3 separate regions of the Triticum aestivum genome follow, and all the other regions are linked to region 1. The links are chromatin contacts, called in public Hi-C maps. All regions are on one chromosome and are shown on one strand. The core of a region is the stretch at or near the end of the contact, and the rest is flanking DNA. Distances in the headings are between cores, read along the strand shown. Region 1 holds the start of LOC100037599 (transcription factor WRKY19). Region 2 has its middle 91 kb from the start of LOC123121289. Region 3 holds the start of LOC123124712 (L-type lectin-domain containing receptor kinase IX.1-like).

Region 1 (2,738 bases), core at 36-2,535:
CTGCAGAAGGCTTTCCGCGCCCGGGTTCTGCCCGGCCGGCTGCACCGCCGCCGCCGCCGTCTTATGGACGCAGGTGTGCTCGCCGTGGTAGATCACGTCGAAGAGCGCCGGGTCCTCGTCGGCGCGCTGCACCTGCTTCGTCGCCGCGCATCCCTGAGTCTTTTGGTACGTGCAACGGTAGTACGCCCTGCAATGTTGTGCACGATCCAGATCAGGCACGGCGAAAAAAAGAACACCATGGCGGCATGCCCAGTTCTGAACTCTGAACTTTTTTCCCTTTTACAGAAAAGTTCGCGATTCTGAAGCCAGAACAAAATTACTACTGGCACAAAGCAGCATCACGCCATCATCATCACCTATCCAATAACAGCAGCTCCTTTCGGAACATATCCAATCGGACGCTGTGCACTCTCTGCCCTATTCCTATCTGACATGTGGACGCCATGAATTCGGGAACAGTGTCCCAAATCCAAAAGAGAGATCTCCATCATCTCACGGAAGGAAAAGCGAATGATTTCGTTGCCACTTCGGAAAGCATGTGCAATTACTATTTGAAACGAAGGATGAACTTTGGCCGAAATGCGCCGAGACCAACCTTGGGTGCTGGGCTCCGAGGATGTCCTTCTGGCCGTACTTCCTCCAGCTGCGGCCGTCGTCGGCGGGGGCGTCCGCCCCTCCCGCCGCCGAGCTCACCCTGATCTGACGCCCCCCTTTCTCCGACGTCTTCCTGCGAATCCAAGAACAAGAAATCACTCAACAATCCAGCAAAAAAGATTAAAAGAAAACAGTTTCTCTGCAACTGCGAGGGGTTTTGGGTCACCTCTTCTTGTTGGGCTTGAACGGCGTGTTGGAGACGCCGCTGAGGGGGCTGGGCGTGGGGGACAGCGGCGGCGAGTCGAGGCCGGCGCCGGCGGCCGGGCGCTTGGGGCCGTTGAAGTGGCCGGACCTGATCATGCCGATGGACCTCTCGGTGACGGCGAAGATCTGCTGGGCGAGGAGCTTGCAGAGGTCGGGCGAGCCCCCCAGGTGCACGTCCAGCTGCTTCACCAGCTCCTTGATGTGGCTCAGCTCCGTCACCACCAGGCCGCTCCCTCCTCCATTGCCCTCATGCACGGCCTCCATCTCTATCTGCTCGGGGTTTCTTTCTCGCCGGTGCAGGATTCCTATCTGATTTCTCAGAGCAAATGTAAGATCGGAAGTGTGTGTCTGTGTGTGTGTGTGTGTGTGTGTGTGTGTGTGTGTGTGTGTGTGGAGAGAGAGAGCGCGGAGGAGAGGCAAAATGGGGATGTGATCGGGCAGAAGGGAGGATGAGCTGTATTTAATGGGGGGAGGAACCGCGTCCGGGAGCAGAAACAAGAGGACAGTGACCGCGGCGAGCTTAGCAGGGAGTGATCTGATTGGCCAGTGCCATGCCGAACCGGGTCGGAGTTAATGGATTCCTAGATAAACGGTTGTTGCTAGCAAAGCCCGGGCCCTGCAGGAGCTTGGACACTGATTTATTTGTTTGGGCCAACTGCACCTGCACCACAACAGCAAAAATGTTAAATACAGCTCCATTTTTATCTTGTAATTTTGCCATGAGTTTAGAACCTCGAATTTCGAGGCACATAATGTAGCAAAGCATGCTCATACTTTGGGGGTTGGCCATCACGCTTTGTTAAGCCAACCCAGTGATCTTCTCTTCGTCCCTGTAAACATTGTGACGTATGAATAAAAGCTTTGGGAGATTGTCTCAAAAAGGCAAAAAAAAAAGAAGAAGTTAAATACCGAAAGAAATTCCCCGTTCGCTTTGTTTTCACAGCTTCAAGGATTTTCATAGATATTTCGGAGAAATTTAATTCAGGCATGACATCTTTCCTGGGGGAGGTAGGAGACCACACACTTTTCCTTTAGATAATAGAAGAGTAATCTCGCAAATTTCTATGCACTGCCCCAAGGATTTCTAACAAGAGGTGGTCCCATGCAACAATTTCTCTCTGTCTTCCATCCCATGGACTTTCTTTCTCTTAAAGTTTCTGTAAAATTCTCATATAGAATCCTACGGGCTATATTGATGCTTTCATGTGTTTTAGTGTTGTTTTGAAGTTGTATTCACAAAGCCACGTCACCGGCATCGCATCGGTGTCCCAAATTAAGAGACCTTTAGTTGTCTGGAGAAATCAAAACGATCCTCAACAGGAGAATGAAAATGGGACAGGCAATTCGATGTCGAGACCTAGCTATTGGCTATATACGCGCTTGGATTCTTCTTAATAGCAACGGCAGACGAAGTTGTTGATGCCCGGCTTTTCGGAACAAGGCGGCGCGCCTTGTGAAAAGCCCCGACTCATGTTGTAAACCACGGCGGTCACATGACTGTACATGGATGGATCATGGACGGACGCGTACGCATGCATACATGTCTTTCCTTTGCCACTCCTAGAGGCCACATATATGCAAAGTAAATCGTCGTGATAGGCTGATAGGTACCCGTACACGCTCAAGGCAGGCATGTGATGTGGTAGCGTTGTCTTGTTCATACCGGGAATGATGGAGCCGAATGGTGCATGGACGCATGCAAGAAGGTTCGAACCGTCGCTTTCCCGCGTGTTCGGCGATGCTTCCCGGCCGATACACGCCGCACCTTTTGGTTGCGATCTTGTGGCGAGACCGTGAGCCTGCTTTTTCACTCAGTTCCACACTGAAAGCAATGTCATGATGCAGCTGATATCTCAAGATCAGCCAGGGAAATATGCATG
Region 2 (2,842 bases), core at 1-2,500, 160 kb after region 1:
TTAGCATGCAAAAATTTCAGGACGGGTCACTTCCAAAAATTGGCACGGACCCATTAAGCCGCTGGCGCTCCCTGCCAACGCTGCAGGAATCTTAGACCAAAGGAGAGATGGATGTGGAATTTAAAAGCTCAGTTGCCCATGATGCTGACCAATTTCTAATTTTATTATTTTGTTGAGAAATCATGATGCTGACCAATTCCATGTTGCCCCTTTGCATGCTTGAACAGGAACCACGGTAGCAGCTGGCCTTCGATCCAACCAACGGAGATATTTATCTATCCATGCAGAAACTCTAAACTACGAAGGGTTCCTGAGAGAACCAATTTTGTATCCCAAAGTTGGCGCATGTGCCCTCAAGCATTTCTCCCGCCGTTATTCAGGTCCGATCGATCAGTGGACTTTTCAAGTATCATTCATTAGAATAATCATAATTATTAACGTCGCAGTTAATTTCCGTCTTCGGCAGAAGAATACCTTGGGTGCATTTTCGTCTGTGTTAATTTAGTAGGAGTAGTATTCTTTTTAGAACTATTTTTACTTAGTACGAGATCCCATTGAAAGTTCAGTTCTACCGTGCAGGAGTGCATGACATGAAACATTTTTATTTTGATGATATTTAGCCACCCGTGCGCGCTTTGCCGCTTTGTGGGCGTGGAAATTGGCAAAGGGAACGCCTTTGCGTGGTGCAAGAGACCCCCGTTTCTAGAGGGATTTAAAATTCAGAGGTAGTACTAGTGGGGGTCTGATGTGTGGTGAAGTCAGAGCTAGCATGCACGCCATTGGCTGCTGGCGAAGCGAAGCAACCTGGAAGCTGACCAGGTTCATGCATCCTTGCGCGTGTACGTCAGCGCCGGGAGAGCCACTGACGTCGGAGAGAGAAAGCAAGTGGTGACCGATCGATGGGTATCTTCTCCGTACCTCAACGATGTGCAGTACTGTACCAACGCACGCACTGCACGTACCGTACTGGTAAGAGTAACATTTCTGAGAATCTCTGGTTCTACTGTATATGCGCGGCTTTGATGAGTCTGCTATATTTGTTTCCCGAAGCGATTCTCTAAGTCCAGCAGCAGAACAGCTTAGCTAGTAATTAAACTGAAATGGCGTCGGATTTATTTTAACGGCGCATGGCGATGGTGGGAAAACATCTGACGGTTGAAAACTTCGTGGTAGTTCCTATACTGTCCTTGAATGTCCACCCTCTGTTGTGTACTCCACAAATTTGTACTGTAGCAACAAATAGAGCCACTGCCACTCTGCTAGTGTGCAACAGACATGACAGGGGAAGCATCCGTGGAGAAATAGGCCCACCACAGACTGCGCGCAAGGAAAAGATCAGCAAAGGCAACAGTTATTATGTGTGAATGCATGCATGCACGTTTTCTACTCTACGGAGATGACACGGAGAGCCTGTATGAGTGTGGGTGGGAGCCACTGCCAAAACAATACGGTACAAGTGGAGTACAGTACCCACGACAGGGACATTTTTCAAATCGAAACATAGATTAAATAAGTGGTTCATACTTATATCTCTGGAAGGTGCACTGGTTTCCGCAAACAAAAGATGCAGGGGTTTTCGCAAACTGTTTGCTCGTTTTCTAGCATTCTTTTATCACCCCCTAGACATTTTGAAATTCGAATGCGATGGAACGGCCGTGAGCCTAGCGCACAATATGATAGTACTCCCTCCGTTTCAAATTACTCGTCGCAGAAATGGATGTATCTAAAACTAAAATACACGTGACTAGGACTATATCACCCCCTAAAATGGATGTTCCAAATTACAAACTCAGCAACAATGTCATATATCAACCCTGCCTATGCTAAACGTGACTAGGACTATATTTAATTTATGAGCGGAAAACTACTTCTGGTCGGGTAGCCCAGTTTGCCCACACAACCGATTAATTAGATCACCCTCGAAATGGCAAGAGTGGCCATGTGAGCGTGACACAACATCAGTTCCCGCGGGATTCCCCGGCCACTTGTGGGTGGCCCCGCCCACCCCCACATACATGCATGCATGTACCCACGCGGCTGGCTGCAGAGAGTGATGAGCGTCGTAGATGCTCGCAGCTCCCGAGCTTATTTCCCACATGGCACTAAACACCTGTAGGGTGAACCCACCCTCCGTTGGCTCCACTGTCTATCTGCCTGCAACTTGGGAGGGGAGTGCCAAGTGGTGGTGGCGATGGGCGCGCAGGCAGCAACTTGATCATAAACCACTGGTCCCTCACTCCCTTGTCAACTGCAGCCATGGAATGCAACAAACAAGCCTTTTTTCCCCCTCTTCCGATCGTTCAAAACCGGCCCCGGGTTTCCTACTAACTACGCATCGATTAATCAAGTGACAAGGCGACAAGGAAAGAGGGGCACCGCGTGGCTGGCCGCGTGCGATCTCCACCGGCGGGACTGTGACTGGGCCGGGAGTACGCGGCGGGCACCGCGTGGGGCCATGCCAATGGATGCAGCATCTGTGCCACTGCCTGCGTAGGTAGAGTACGCGCGGGCAAGGCCAGCAACAAGAAAAGAAAAGGCGTCGTCGCCTTTACTCGACCCGATGGAGTAATTATCCCCTTCCTTCCCAGTACAGTCCATGGGTGTACAGAGTATGGCACGACGCGGTCTTGCTCCTGACCGGCCCCTGCTGCCTCTGCGTGCCGCGCACATGGGGGACATAGCACACGCGCGCCGTGTGTTGCTCGCTCTTTTCCTTGGAAGTTTTCCGTCCGGGTGTCGCGGGATGCTCTCTCTGGCGTATGAATGACCGGTAAATTTCCCAGGAGGCGGGTGTCTGCTTCTAGAGGGGTGGGGGCTCGGTCATGACTTGGACGGCCCTGCC
Region 3 (3,025 bases), core at 372-2,871, 200 kb before region 1:
GAGCCCTTCGCTGTCGGTTCGGGCCAGGTTTTCGTTGCGGTGGGCGTGTTCTCGGCAAACCCTATCCAGGGCATCTTGCCTCGAAGAAAATAAAAAAACTCTAGGGCATCTTCACTGTGCATCAATCTTTCAAACAGTCTGTAGTGGATGGTCAGAAAGACACTGATATCTTCAGCCCATCAGGTTTAAATTCTGATGATCACACGTTCCCGTCGACTAAAAGATGCCTACGTTAACTTCGAAAAATCTTAAGATGATAGGCTTGTGTCTAGACTGTAAATTTTGATGTACTTACAACCAAAGAATGAAATTTAAACCTAAACAGCTAAGTGAGCTACCGGACGGTGACCTCGTAGGCATGGCCTCCAAGGTCGTTGGCACCTTGGTTGATGCTTGGTCTGTCATCGTCGCCGCTGATGTTGTTGCTATCCTTCAAGCATTGAACGTCCATCCAGTGGTTGTGGTAGCCCTGATCGGTCATCGTTGTGTGCTTGTGCGACAATCACTTTCCTTTTTTAGACAATCGACTGCGTCCAGCTAGCAGCAACGGCCGGGTGTGGACTCCAGCCCACGCTGCCCGCCCTTTGCCCTTGTCGACGAGGGAACAGGTGGTGCAGTTGGACTTGGCCAGCTCGATCTTGTAGAGTTGGTTGTTGATTCGGCACCGGCGGTGGCGGACGTCTATGCGATGGTCCTGGACCGATCGTCGACCCAGTTCGATGCCATGTTTGACGCCACGAAGGACGAACGTATATTTAAGTGTGTAAACATTTTATAAATGTCACGAACACTTTTTCGAATGATATGAAGCTTTTTAACAATTAAGTAAACTAAATTTTGCATTTCATAATTTTTTTACAGTAAATTCATGAACATATTTATAAACTTCTCGCAACAAACATCTTTATAAACTTGTGAGCATTTTAGTAGAATTACACAAACAGATTTTTACATTTCATGAATATTTATTAAATGACTGAACATATTTTCGAATGGTATAAAGTTTTTAAAACTGCACGGACAATTTTTTGCATTTTAAAAATAATTTTAGTGCATGGAGTACATTTAAAAAATAAAGCAATTCATGAAATATATTTATATTTAAAACATTTAAAAATATAAAATAAGTAAAAAACAAAAGGAGAAAAGAAACGAAGCAAACCAATGAAATCAACAAACATCAGTGTCTTCCGTAAAAAAACAAACGTCAGTGTCAAAAAACATTTTATATTATAGGACGAAGGAAGTGTGTTGTTGCCCCGTTTTGTAGGCAAGCTCCAATCACAACATGCCATGCGAAAAATAGAGGCGCCTGGGTAAACATGGGCATTACCCTAAAAAAAGGTAAACATGGGCATTTGTCGGGTCGGGTGCCTTGCAAAAGCCTGACCTTCGAAAGTCAATATACAAGCACAAGCCTGGCCTGAAGGAAAGCAATCCATCCCTTAAGCCCCAACCCAAATTCTGTCCGGGGCTGCAAATGGAGGCCCGAGCCGGGTCGGGCTGCCCACGAGGCCTTTTCTCAAGAAAATATTACAGAGACGGCCGACCAATTTTCGGATATCGAACTCGATACAAAATCTCAGCCCAACTGTGTGCAAGGCCCATAGGCGGTGTCACCACAATGCTGCAGTAGCACCGATGGTCATGGAGGAGCGGCGGCGTGGGATGGTTTACCGTGAGGCCGCGGCGGCGCCGGTGCACGCCACTACGCCAGTAAGAAGCAAGCGAGGGTCGTGTGGCGGCTGGAGAGGGATGACCTCTACTCCGGCGCGGGCCCGGCCTGGTTATGGTCTCATGGCCGCGCGCAACCAGCGCCTGCGGACGCTTCCCGTCGCTGATTGCCAGGTGCGCTAAGGTCAACCACAGGCCAAACCATGAACTTCAGAAGACGATACTCAATCTCCCCTTCGTACCAAGTGCTGGGAGATTTCTGGATTTATTGCTGTTAAACAAGTTCGTTATTTATGTCCACAATTAGCCATTTTTTGCTGATTCACTTAGCAGAGGGAAAGGGATTATATATCAGTAATAAACACATCAAGGACGCGGTATGGTGGAACATATATTTGTGGTACTATACTAGTATATGAAAGGGACCTTGCTCAACATGGCCGGACCTGCATCGAGAAATTGTTTCATGTTAAGGTGGGAATAAAATTTGGGTGTAAATGTAGTCTGAAGAAATTAAAAAAAAATCCTAAAACAGATGTTTAGTTTTTGCTTCTGAGATCACCATGTTCTGTGTCCCTGTAAGGTGTCGGAAAATTCTGTTCATTCATCAGGTTGTAACAAAAGTTGGTTGCAAATTAACAAGCCAGCGAACGTTTGTCCATGGGAAAACGGGGTTAAGCACTAATGCAAGAAGTACTCCCAAATGGCGAACTTTCTCCCACCTCTACGCTGCACTGCCCATGTATTTTTTATTTGTTTGTTTGTAGTTTGTCTATGGCTTATTTGGGTGCTCAGCTGCATTGCACAATCAGGATATTAGTTTACGTCTTCGCAGTTTCTAAACCTGCCAAATGGACCAGCTGGAACATTGTTGCAAGCTTTGGGTGGTTTGAAAAGGTCCATGCTACCATGTAGAAAACAAGGCCTTGGCTGGCCGGCTCCATTGCAAAAGCTTGGTTTCGTTCTGTTCAATTCTCCTACCAAATGTAGTTGTCCTCCCAAACACCAACAGTGGCAGCAGCAATGAGTTCTCACCACTTTGTAATCATGGTGTTTTGCTTCTGCACCTTATTGTTTTCCATCCATGTTCCTTATGCTACCTCACTCTCCTTCAACTTCAACTTCTCTGATCCCGGCTCCTACTGCACCCCGGATGCGGATATTGCCTGCGCTGGCGATGCCTTCTTCCATGCCCCTTTCATGGAGCTGACCATGAACGATATCAGTGAAGGCAACAACCACAGCATCGGTCGCGTATGGTACGCGCAGCCGGTGCCGCTCTGGAACAAGGCCACCGGCGAGGTGGCCAGCTTTAACACTTCTTTCTCCTTCCAAATTAGGCCGGTCAACG

Evidence for each region. Hi-C and Micro-C count contacts between places; a contact is called where the count stands out from the background.
Region 2: a Hi-C map of leaf shows a contact between it and region 1, with 5 times the contacts expected there. The contact joins the enhancer-like site here to the promoter of LOC100037599 in region 1. A contact is called at or near these places in 2 of 5 Hi-C or Micro-C datasets (both in leaf) and 1 of 1 datasets of contacts at active chromatin or transcription factors (leaf).
Region 3: a Hi-C map of leaf shows a contact between it and region 1, with 5 times the contacts expected there. The contact joins the promoter of LOC123124712 here to the promoter of LOC100037599 in region 1. A contact is called at or near these places in 2 of 5 Hi-C or Micro-C datasets (both in leaf).

The regions. Positions count from the first base shown.
Region 1 is chr5D:295,988,579-295,991,316 of IWGSC CS RefSeq v2.1, reverse strand. LOC100037599 (transcription factor WRKY19) reads right to left here and starts at 1,285. Exons shown (of 3, transcript XM_044541194.1): 1 at 821-1,285; 2 at 596-727; 3 at 1-187. The coding sequence starts at 1,122.
Region 2 is chr5D:295,829,804-295,832,645 of IWGSC CS RefSeq v2.1, reverse strand. No RefSeq gene overlaps it. Among protein-coding and RNA genes, the nearest start is that of LOC123121289, 91 kb to the left of the region's middle. Within about 2 kb of position 1,250, at least 8 of the 8 cell types and tissues checked have an H3K27ac peak or open chromatin away from gene starts, as enhancers often do. A contact at or near this core is called in leaf, where this site is marked.
Region 3 is chr5D:296,193,200-296,196,224 of IWGSC CS RefSeq v2.1, reverse strand. It overlaps LOC123124712 (L-type lectin-domain containing receptor kinase IX.1-like), which reads left to right and starts at 1,621. Exons shown (of 2, transcript XM_044545284.1): 1 at 1,621-3,025. The coding sequence starts at 2,698.